Linked DNA regions of Mus musculus: regions 1 and 3 are each linked to region 2. A link is a contact called in public promoter capture Hi-C data. All regions are on one chromosome and are shown on one strand. The core of a region is the stretch at or near the end of the contact, and the rest is flanking DNA. Distances in the headings are between cores, read along the strand shown. Region 1 holds the start of Adcy9 (adenylate cyclase 9). Region 2 holds the start of Cdip1 (cell death inducing Trp53 target 1). Region 3 overlaps Srl (sarcalumenin).

What was found. Promoter capture Hi-C pulls out the DNA fragments that hold promoters and counts their contacts.
Region 1: a promoter capture Hi-C map of cranial neural crest shows a contact between it and region 2. The contact joins the promoter of Adcy9 here to the promoter of Cdip1 in region 2. A contact is called at or near these places in 1 of 39 promoter capture datasets (cranial neural crest) and 1 of 9 other capture datasets (adipose tissue).
Region 3: a promoter capture Hi-C map of hippocampal neurons shows a contact between it and region 2, with 4 times the contacts expected there. The contact joins the enhancer-like site here to the promoter of Cdip1 in region 2. A contact is called at or near these places in 8 of 39 promoter capture datasets (the 3T3-L1 cell line, the C10 cell line, the HPC-7 cell line and 3 more), 11 of 484 Hi-C or Micro-C datasets (B cells, CD4 T cells, CD8 T cells and 7 more), 2 of 115 datasets of contacts at active chromatin or transcription factors (pancreatic cancer cells and regulatory T cells) and 2 of 9 other capture datasets (adipose tissue and liver).

The regions. Positions count from the first base shown.
Region 1 is chr16:4,418,482-4,422,076 of GRCm38.p6, reverse strand. It overlaps Adcy9 (adenylate cyclase 9), which reads left to right and starts at 1,579. Exons shown (of 11, transcript NM_009624.3): 1 at 1,579-2,301; 2 at 2,489-3,595. The coding sequence starts at 2,532.
Region 2 is chr16:4,788,103-4,791,755 of GRCm38.p6, reverse strand. It overlaps Cdip1 (cell death inducing Trp53 target 1), which reads left to right and starts at 1,815. Exons shown (of 6, transcript NM_025670.5): 1 at 1,815-1,925.
Region 3 is chr16:4,479,538-4,483,583 of GRCm38.p6, reverse strand. It overlaps Srl (sarcalumenin), which reads left to right. Exons shown (of 7, transcript NM_175347.6): 7 at 300-3,372. The coding sequence ends at 1,111. Among named protein-coding and RNA genes, the nearest start is that of Srl, 42 kb to the left of the region's middle. Within about 2 kb of position 2,748, at least 12 of the 459 cell types and tissues checked have an H3K27ac peak or open chromatin away from gene starts, as enhancers often do. A contact at or near this core is called in hippocampal neurons, where this site is marked.

The DNA.
Region 1 (3,595 bases), core at 330-2,829, 370 kb after region 2:
GTTAGAGTTAGAAAAATGTTGTAAAAATACTAGGGAGTTCCCCTGCGACCTACACCCAGCTTCTCCTACTGTTAATGTCTTGGGTAACTGTGGGATTTAATGGGGATGCCATTAAATACACTGCATGTTTCACCAGCTGCCTTCCCACTGTTTTTTGTTTGTTTGTTTTTGTTTTTTTTCCTGTTCTACTTTGCCCTTTAATGACAATTTGCCCCTTACTTGTGACAATACCTTAGGCTCTGTGTTTGGTGACTCTGGCACTGTGAAGAGCACTTGGCAGTTTGGTTGTGGAGTATTTTTCAGATTAAGTTCCTTCCTCAGATGTTTTCTCATAATTAGATGGACATCTTGCACTTTGAGCTGGAATATATCAACAATGACACGTTTACTTTAAAAAGTTCCTGTTTATTGTGGTGCAATACATACTGCATAAAACTTACCATTTATGCAGTTGTACTTATCATTAAAGCAATCCAAAGACACTAGTACGTTCATGAAGTATACCTACTACAGAATCCACGGCGTTGTGTTCTCACTAGTTCCAGATGTTTTCATCACCCCAAAAGGAACCCCCAGGCTTGATAGTGTAGTCAATACCTAGTACTTCATACAACCGCAGGCATCCATCACCTGTATTTTCTCTATAGATTTGCTTGTTCTGGGCATTTCACATTAATACAATCATACAATATGTGGCCTCTTGTGTTTGGTTTCTTTTACCCAGTGTGTTTCAGAGGTTGTAGCAAGTGTACTTCATTTTTATAGTCGAATAATATTCGGTTGTATAGATAGTCTATATTTTACCTTCCTATTCCTGAATTCCACAGTGACTGTGGATGCCTGGGATGGGCCCCGAGAGCTGTGGGAAGGAAGGGTCAGTTAGTCCCCTGTGGTTGCAGAAAAACACTGTACGGTGTGGCAGCCAGGGTGCGACCAGAGAATATAGAATTGTGTTTATTCAGGCCAGAGTTTACACAGACCAATGTAGAACTTATTAATGGGAAGCTGATTTCTTTGAACGTTTTCCTTGTGGAGAGGGAAAAACAGTTGTTCATGTGAAGAATGAAAGATCTTCAAAGTCGGGAAGATAACTTCCCCAGGGGGTTGGCAAAGGTGGTCCTCAGTGGTGCTCGACTTTAGAAGCTATCAGAAGTGGCTTGGCTGGTGATGATCATTTCCATCCCCCAGCAAGTTCAGAGGGGCCTAGCACCACTGGGAACACTCCTACATTGCTGGCAGAATGGGAGGGAGGTCACAATCGAGCAAAGCCAGGGACTGAAAACTTCGATGTATCCAAAAGGTAAACTGCGCTTAGATGCTTCCTGTGCGGACTTGGGGGCCAGGCTGCGGGGCAAGTAGTCAAAGGCAGCCAAGGCCTCGGAAGAAGGCGGAGGCCTGGTGCCCACAGCAGGCGGCCCAGGCTCGGAGCAGCCCAGGGCGGAGGGCGGCGCCCAGAGCGCGTCCGCCCGGCCCCGCCCCGCTGCAGCCCCGAGCCGGGCGCGCGCTCCTAGGCGGGGTGGCGCGCTGCTGGTGCGCGTGTCCCGGACCCGGCGGTGACGTGCGCGGGCCGCGCGTGCGCGCTGCGGCAGAGGAGAGGGGCGGCGCGGGCGCGCGTCTGTCAGTGACAGCGGGAGGGGGAGGAGGAGGGGGCCGGAGATGGTGGTGGCGGCGGCTGCGGCTGCTACTCTTCCGACCTGAGGCAGCGGCTGCGGGAGAGCGGGCGGCGGGCGCAGCCGCAGCGGCATCTGTAGCTCAGGCAGGGCCCCTGGGGCGTGGGCGCGGCGTGCGGACGACCGGCGTGCTGGCCAGCCGGCGTCGCGGGAGTCAGGCTCTGCGGCAGCCCGCACGGCGGTCTGTGGAGGGGCCCGCGCAGTGCCCCGAGCTCGGCTCTGGGCCGGGGTGCGTTCGGCTGCGGGCAGCAGGCCCTGCTAGACCGGCCGCTCGGACGGGCGGCCCTCGGGCTCCTCAAGCTCGCGAGCAGGGGCGCGGGGCAGGGTAGCCCGCTGGTGCTTAGCCGCAAGGGGACGGAACGCGGCAGGAGCCGCAGGTTGGCCCGCGCGCTTTGACGCACCGGGCGCTGCTGCGGCAGGATGAAGCGCTGCTCGCCTCCCGAGTTGTTTTTGCGAAAGCTGCTCCCGGTGCCCCGAGCGCTCAAGGTCTGAACTTCCCTCTGGAGCTGCAGTTGGAGTTGCACGGGGAGAGGCCACCAGCGGGCGACGGCGCCCGAGGGGAGCGCAGCGCAGCGCTGCCGGGGACCCAAGACTCAGCGCGGCCGCGGCACGAGAACCCTGGGAGCACCAGGTACGGCCCGTGCGGTTCTCGCTCGCCTTGGCGCTTTTATGCGCCGTTATGGGCAGTTTTGGTGAACATATGGTGGTGCCTTCCCAAGTGGCTCGCCAGAGCTCGCACTCGCGACAAGCACAGGTCGCGTGGCCCTCCGGGAGTGTGTGTAGTCAGGCCGCTCTAATTCTGCTGGTTTTGCCTGCAGGTGCCCCTGACCTGGTCGGGAAAGGTTCCAAGAGCTCGGCAACATGGCTTCCTCACCCCACCAGCAGCTGCTGCATCACCATAGCACCGAGGTGAGCTGCGACTCAAGCGGAGACAGCAACAGCGTGAGGGTCAAGATCAACCCTAAGCAGCTGTCCTCCAACACCCACCCGAAGCACTGCAAGTACAGCATCTCCTCCAGCTGTAGCAGCTCGGGAGACTCAGGGGGCCTTCCCCGGAGGGTTGGCGGCGGGGGTCGCCTGCGCAGACAGAAGAAGCTGCCCCAGCTTTTTGAGAGGGCCTCCAGCCGGTGGTGGGACCCCAAATTCGACTCCATGAACCTGGAGGAGGCCTGCCTGGAGCGCTGCTTTCCGCAGACCCAGCGCCGCTTCCGGTACGCACTCTTTTATGTGGGCTTCGCCTGCCTTCTCTGGAGCATCTATTTCGCTGTCCACATGAAATCCAAAGTGATTGTCATGGTGGTCCCAGCTCTGTGCTTCCTGGTGGTGTGTGTGGGCTTTTTCCTGTTTACTTTCACCAAGCTGTACGCCCGGCATTATGCGTGGACCTCGCTGGCTCTCACCCTGCTGGTGTTCGCCCTGACCCTGGCTGCGCAGTTTCAGGTTTGGACACCTCTGTCAGGACGTGTTGACAGCTCCAATCATACTCTCACGGCCACTCCGGCGGACACTTGCTTATCTCAAGTAGGAAGCTTCTCCATATGCATCGAAGTGCTCCTTTTGCTCTACACAGTCATGCAGTTACCTCTGTACCTGAGCTTGTTTTTGGGGGTGGTCTATTCTGTCCTTTTTGAGACCTTCGGCTACCACTTCCGAAACGAAGACTGCTACCCTTCTCCGGGCCCTGGGGCCCTGCACTGGGAGCTGCTGAGCAGAGCCCTGCTTCACGTGTGCATTCACGCTATCGGGATCCATCTGTTTGTCATGTCTCAGGTGAGGTCCAGGAGCACCTTTCTCAAGGTGGGACAATCCATTATGCACGGCAAAGATCTGGAAGTAGAGAAAGCCCTGAAAGAGAGGATGATTCATTCAGTGATGCCAAGAATCATAGCCGACGACTTAATGAAACAAGGGGACGAGGAGAGTGA
Region 2 (3,653 bases), core at 566-3,065:
CTAATGCTCTCTTCTGGCATGCAGGTGTACATGCAGATAGAGAACTTATACATAAAATAAATGAAAAAACAAAAACAAAAAACTCTGAGCTTGTTCTTGATTGAAGGACTCAAAGGGGAAGTGCTTTTATTTCTTTAATGTTACACTGATGATTACTGGTAATTCCAAGTTAATCATTAACGGGTATAATTCACACAAAGGACATCAAATCTAGTTTTACTTAGAAACACTAGATGGCACTTCAACTCTACCCTTAGGGCCATTTTAAACAACAAAACCACTAACACTATACATGCAATATTTTGTTAACAGGTTGCTCTTAATTAACCTCAGTTAACAATGCACAGGATCCATATGTCCATGAATAAACGTGAAAATACAAGTATTGATTTTGGAATAATATGTTACTGGTCAGATGAAATGTGCAGTACAAAACCCGTGACCAATGAAACTCAGTTGTAGTTCTAATGCTTAAAACTCCTCAAATTGTGATGTCTCCCTGCCTGTAATCCCAGCACTTGACAGACTGAGCGGTAGGAGGATGGTTGTGAGCCTGAAAGACTCAGAGGAACACCCTGCCTAAACATACAAAAGGATCCGTGAGATGGCTCATGGGTCTTTGCCATTTTGGAAGACCTGAGTGAGAACCAAAGCCCACATGCTGGAAGGAGGCCTGACTCCTGAAAGTTGCCCTTTGACATACATGCGTGCCTCACACACACACAAATACAAAAGAAAAAGAAGAGAGCTTTAGTTTCCATGTGCAATAAATCCAAACTTCATTGATGACCTTGGTGCTGTCTTCCAGTCTTCACCTTGCTGGCCAAAGTGCCTTTCAAAAGTTCATCTATACCAGTCTTCTTTCTTTTCTTTCTTTTTTTTTTTGTTTTTGTTTTTTTTTGTTGTTGTTGTTGTTTGTTTTTTGGAGACAGAGTTCTCTGTATAGCCCTGGCTGTCCTGGAACTCACTCTGTAGACCAGGCTGGCCTCGAACTAAGAAACCTGCCTGCCTCTGCCTCCCGAGGGCTGGGATTAAAGGCGTGCGCCACGACTGCCAGTCTCTTTCTTTACTTCACACCTCATCCCAACATAGCCTTTCCTACCTTCCCTACTCAGAGGCAACACTCTAATTCTGTTGGGACATCCTGTTGCTTTCCTTTGAGATGCTGGTCATTTTGTGGCTTATTTGTGTATTGTCTGTCAGAGTGGAATCTGTGTGAGGGCAGGGACAGCTGGTGTGGTTCACAGCTTCATGAAAGCCCAGGCAGCTTAGGGCAAGGGTGGTAGCTCTCCCTCAACTCTTGGGGTGCGCAGCACGCCTGGCTGGCTGGCCTGAGGGAGCGCTAGCACCACCATCTTTCTTTCGAGCCTTTCCCCCCCCCATCATAAAGGCCTGGGGAACTACCACTCGTTCGTCTCCCACCCGCAACGGGCCTCCACTGACGTCATCCAAGCTCATTGCGTGAGGCGCGAAGCCCCGCCCTAAGGCGAGAGGCCAGGAGGTTGGGCCTTTCTCCACAGCCTTGCGGTTCCCTCTGGACAGCTACGGGGCTGAGGCAGCCTTTCCTGCGGCAGCGCTTGGCCGGTGAGGGGCTGGAACTGACGGTGAGTCACCTCTGAGACTTCCAAGCGGCTTCCGAAGGGACCCCTCTCACACGCCGAGGCGGGGGCTAGGCTTCGAAACCCTCCGCCCGCGTGACCTAGCCCGCCGAGCTCCGCCCTCACCCGCCGCGCGGTGGGTGCCGGGAGCTGTAGGCTCCCGCCTCAGGGAATGCTGCGGGTGCGCCGAAAGACTACAAATTCCAGGGTCCTCTCGGTGCGGGGGCGGTGAGTGCTGCGAGTCCTCTGGTAGAGGGGCTCCTCGGAGCAGCGGGCCGGACCACTGCAGATCTCTGTCCCTCTGGCCTCAGGCTTCTGGATTTCGAGGTAAACGGGCCTGGGTTGTCGTGGTGGAGTCCGTTCCCTCCGAAACGCCACGCAAAATCAGGGCAGTTGATTTCGGCGTGGCTGCAGCTGCGGGGCTGCGAGGGCTAGCATTCCAGGGCCCCGAGCGAACTGGGCCTGCAGACAGGGGATATCAGCCAGAGAAGGGCCAGCCCACTCGGGTGATTATCACGCCTTTCTACTTTTCTGTAAGCGACGGCTGTACGAGCCATTTTCCTCGGGGTATGGAGGGTTGAGGAACGGCGATCGGTCGGGGAGGATCCCTGAGGTAAGCCTCAGAGACCCGCGGGTGACCTTGGCGGTCCTGGAGGAGGCCGTCTCGCCCTCTTTCCCCCGCCGGTTTGCAGGTCTAGACTTGGCTCTACGTGGCGCTCCGGCAGGACGTTAGGAAGGCGAGGGGCTGGCGAAGCCCCAAGCCATCCAGGACCTTGGAGAAGGTGGGTCTCCTGGGACCTCTCAACAGGTGTCAAGGAAGATGGAGTGATCAGGATAGGATCCTCTGTATCAGAAAGACCTGGACTTTCCCCATTCCCCAGGATCTGATTTGAGTATTTATGGGGTAAGGCCCAGAAATCTGCATTTAGTAAGCTCTCCAGAAATTCTCATGCACACTTGGAACTGAGAATCTGTGTCTTGGGAGTAAGGATCAGGGACTTTGGGGAGAGGGCATGCAGTAGTTTTTATATCAGTTTTGTAGTGTACTCCAAACAGGGCATTTTCTGGGCAAATAGGACTGCTCTTTCTGGTCCTTAGCTTGTTGGTGCTGACCAGAGTTGGGTGGGAAGAAAGAGGTGAACATGTCTGCTCTTCTTGCTCTCTGCTCATAATAAGAAAGATATTTTTGGTCACTCACTATCTCAAAGACCTCCTCTACCTTGACATTAGTTAGGAAAAATTCAAAGCATACAAAAACCGTTGAACTTTACAGTGCACACCTATGGACTACCACCTAGAATGTACAATTAATATCTTTATTGGGTACTTATCCTTCAGTCTTTTATTTTCATGCCAAAGTACATGCAGATAATAGTATATTTCCATTCCTAGTAAAGCTTACATATTATTAACTAGACTTAGAAATCTTGTTGCTTATTGATTTTTTTTTTCCCCTTGGCTATTTGAAAATCAGTCTGCCTCCCAGTCCTGACGATCCAAAGGGTTTTGGAGGGTTTCTATAGGATGTGTTTTTAGAACCAGGAAAGACCTTTACATGGATGTTGAGAAGGTAGCTGACCAGAAGAAAGAGGGAATGTGTAAAGAACACTTCAGGGGACAAAACTGTTTTGAGAGAGAGAAAATGGAATGTGTCCCAGAGGCCTGGTTGTCCCAGCAGATTATGCTGGCAATAATTAAAGTGAGTTGTCTGCTTGTTCAGTCCTTGGCCTTGTTCTCTTGGCTCTTTTGTATGTTTCAAGCTTGCCCATTTTGAACCTACTGGTGCCATGGATGTTTTTTAAGCTTTAGAACAGGGTTGAAGTGCACAGTTGGTGACCTCATAGTTACAGCTTTGAGTCCCACAGGCCTTTGTAATTGGCTCCATAGCTATGAACACCAGTCTGTCACACACTCTCTTCATTTGAAAGGGAGAAGAGACTGGCTCTGTGAAACTCTCTGTCTTGTAAGTAAAAGATCTTCTAGTGAGACATAGCATGTATGGAGTTCTCCAGAGTTCTTGGTCTTTCCTGGGGTGGGTGTTGGAAGTGTGGATGA
Region 3 (4,046 bases), core at 1,499-3,998, 310 kb after region 2:
TATCACACACTGCATAAAAATGTCCACTGTGGACAAAACCTTCCCTTTTCTAGGGATTCAGAAGCCACTGTATATTAAAGCATGGGTCAGACTGTTCTTGACTGAAGGTTGACAAAAAAAAAAAAAAAAAAAAGCAAGAGATAATTAATGAATTAATGTTCACTGATCTTTAGAAACCCAGAAAATAGCCAGTGCTATGGCTCTGTTTAGTCCATATAATGGTTTGGTACTGAAGGGGAGGTGCAAAGGGCTTTGTGTGTGCCCCACTCAGCCTGACTCCTCATTCCTGTCTCCCCAAGGTTACCCCTTCAACGATGTGTGTCAGTGGTTCATCGACAGAGCCGACCTCATCTTCGTTGTCTTCGATCCCACAAAGCTGGATGTGGGTCTGGAGTTGGAGATGCTCTTCCGCCAACTGAAGGGCCGTGAGTCCCAGATAAGGATCATTTTGAACAAGGCTGACAACCTGGCCACGCAAATGCTCATGCGGGTGTATGGAGCTCTCTTTTGGAGCTTGGCCCCTCTCATCAATGTCACGGAACCTCCACGGGTTTACGTCAGCTCCTTCTGGCCACAGGACTATAAGCCTGATACCCACCGGGAACTGTTCCTCAAAGAAGAGATCTCTCTCTTGGAAGACCTGAACCAGGTGATTGAGAACAGGCTAGAGAACAAGATCGCTTTTATTCGACAGCATGCCATCCGAGTCCGAATTCATGCCCTTTTAGTTGACCGCTATCTGCAGACTTACAAGGACAAAATGACCTTCTTCAGTGATGGGGAACTGGTCTTTAAGGACATTGTGGAAGATCCTGATAAATTCTATATTTTCAAGACCATCCTGGCAAAGACCAATGTCAGCAAGTTTGACCTTCCCAACCGTGAGGCTTATAAGGACTTCTTTGGCATCAACCCCATTTCCAATTTCAAACTCCTCTCTCAGCAGTGCTCCTACATGGGGGGTTGCTTCCTGGAGAAGATTGAACGAGCCATCACCCAGGAGCTCCCCAGCCTTCTGGGTAGCATTGGGCTTGGGAAGAATCCAGGTGCTCCTAACTGTGATAAAACAGGCTGTGGTGAGACCCCAAAGAATCGCTACAAGAAGCACTAGTTTCTGTGTAGCTATTCTTGGGTCCCCACTGGTGAATAAGCTTGTGTCCTAACTGTCTCAGAAGTCCTGGCTTGTTAACCCTTTGAGCCATACTGGTGACAATCAGTCTGCATTGGAGATTTGGGAGTTCATTGAGGCTGGTGAATCAGGGAAGGTTCTAGGGAGGAGAGTGGTAACTGTGAATTATAGTGTGCTTGTCATATTGCTTCAGTTAGAAGGCCTTGACACAGGCCAAGCCAGTCTACAAGGCTTCCTTTGCTTTTTCTGGGTCCTGTCTTAGAGAGACAGAGAGCAGCTAAATTCTAATGAATAATAAGATAACGAGGGTCAAATAAGCTAAACTCAGTGGAAAATTCCTGAGTAATAGAGGGTTCTCAGGTCTGTGTCAACTCCTCACACATACATCTTCTGTTTGATCCCTGTCCCTCCTTGGCTCCCTCCTAAGCTTGGGTTGATTTTCAGAAGTGGACAGACTCTTGAGTCTAATCTTCATAAATTTTGAGCCCAACCTTGGAATCTTCTCCATGTTTTCCCAAGGGGTGGGGCATCCAGAAAACTAAAACATGAGTTTTCAAATTAGGATGTTGATCTGCCACCCCAAGTATAATTTCATTGATGTCCCAGTTGGAGAGCTTAGATACTTAGTTGTCCCTAAAAGGAGAGTGAGCGGGTGATGTACTCAGGTACTTTCCCTCCTTATGTGACTTACATGAAGGTCCTGGAAGCACTCCCGGGGTTAATTGGTTTGCGGTGTATCTTTGTATGTTGCATGTCTTTGAAAGCTCAGATCACAGAGGTGTTGGGTTTCAGAGAGGACAATGGAGACCTTGCTCCTAGTCCTTGGAGGCTTCTCTGGACAGACATTCTCCCAAGTTTCAGGGGAAGCTGTGTCCACAGCTTCTTTGTGGGAGCACTTGATAGAGGACATGTCTCTTCTGGTTCCCAGAACCATGGTTTCTCTTTTCCTTTCTTCTCCATTCCCTGATGCATTAATACTTCCAACTGAGAAAAAGTCCCTGAATCAGAACCAGTACCAGCCTTGGCATTGGCACTGGTGCCAGATAAGACCTGAGGTTCAGGTTCAACCTGAACTTCTGCAGATGCCCACTGAATGCAGTCAGGACAGCCAGGACCTTCAAACACCAGTGAATGTGCACTTGAGGGCGTCAGACTTGAGGGCACAGAGAGAGGACTCCAGAGAGTCTTGCATGGCACACATACATTGCCACCTTGAAGTGCAGGGGAGTGAGAGGCTCTGGGAGGATGAAGAGATTTTTGATGGAGCGGGCAAGGTGAAGTTCAGCCTGCCTTGAGGGCTTTCTCTGAGCACAGCCAGCTGCTTTTTTGGGAGCAAGCTCTCCCGGGGGCCTTAGTTGTGAGGCATGGGTTGGGATCCGCCAGCACCAGGGTGTCATCTAGAACAGAAGGAAAGTAGGTTGGAGAGCTGAGCCAGTCATTCCTCCTAAGGATCAAGTAGGTAGCATAAGCAGTAATCAATGGAGACTACATAGAGAACTTCAATTTAGGAGTTTGTGTTTCTCTGAATTCCTGGCAGTCTGGTGCCCCCTCCTAAGGGAGGCTACTGCTCTGGCTCAATGTAGGGCCCAGGATCTGCCACAAATCAAAAGCCCCAGAGCTGCCAGGACACCGTTTCCAAGGAGTGAGTTTCTCCCGTCACAGTTATTCATGGCTAGGGCAGATGAGCTGCAATCTGTCTTGGATTTTTCTTCCCAAACTCCTCCCCTCTTCTCTCTATCATGTGCTCTCTGGAGAGACTGTCTTTCCCACCCTTCTCCTTCATGCCCCTCATGCCTGTGGGTTTTGTGTGGCAAATGTTTTTGCAGAAACCAGGGAAAAGGTTGAACTGTACGGACCTTGTCCTGGCTGTCAGTGCCTGCATGCTTGGAGGAAAGCAGATGACGTAAGGCCAATTAATTCTTACAGGATTTGCATTTGGGGGAAGACACCTTACCAGTAGTATCCTCCTTTTGGATTTTTCTCCATCTATTTCTTCTCTGTCTCCATTTTGCTCCTCTCCTGCCCACAGGCCACTGACTGTCAGTACAGGTTTTTAGCACGTATCCTTTGCCCAGCTCTGCAGAGATGGATTCTGAGCAAGTTCTGACTATGGGCGTTTCATCCCAGGAGAAGCATGGGATTCAGAGATGTCTGTGCCTGAACAGTGGCTGACCTTTCCAGTGTTCTTTCCATTCTGGTTTCATCAGGGAGAACGTCTCAATAAAGTTCCAATCTCTCTTCAACGCCTTGGCCTTCTTGATTGTCTCCAGCCAAGTGAATTTCTTAGTTTCCTTTCATCAAGTAGAGTATTCTCTCTCTCTCTCTCTCTCTCTCTCTCTCTCTCTCTCTCTCTCTCTCTCTCTCTCTCTCTCTCTCCCTCCCTCCCTCCCTCCCTCTCTTTCTCTCTCTCTCTCTTTCTTTCTTTCATTTTTTTAAAAAGACGTATTTATTTTATGAACATGGGTGCTCTGTCGGCATGTATACCTGCATTCCAGAAGAGGGCATCAGAACCCATTATAGATGGTTGTGAGCCACCATGTGGTTGCTGAGAATTGAACTTAAGATCTCTGTATTCCCCAGATCCTTCAGAGAAGCAGCACAGATAGTGATACCAGTTGGTTTATGCCCTTTATTATACAGCTATCTCATGATCTCTGTGGCTATTGTGGAGTAAGATCTGTTGGGATGGTAAGGATGGCCACCTTCCTCTGGCTAGCCCAGAAAGTCTCCATCCCTCTATTTGAATGGGCATGTGTATTTTGAACATGTCTTAACTCCCTGAGCCAGTATCCAACCTACCACATTTTATAGTTTCTGGTGAAGTAATCCCTTAATTTGGAAGTTTTCTGTTCTGGGATCCTCCCAAGAGGTTTTATAAGCTGGTTTAAGAGCTAGTTTGAAAGGGAAAGATGTGGGC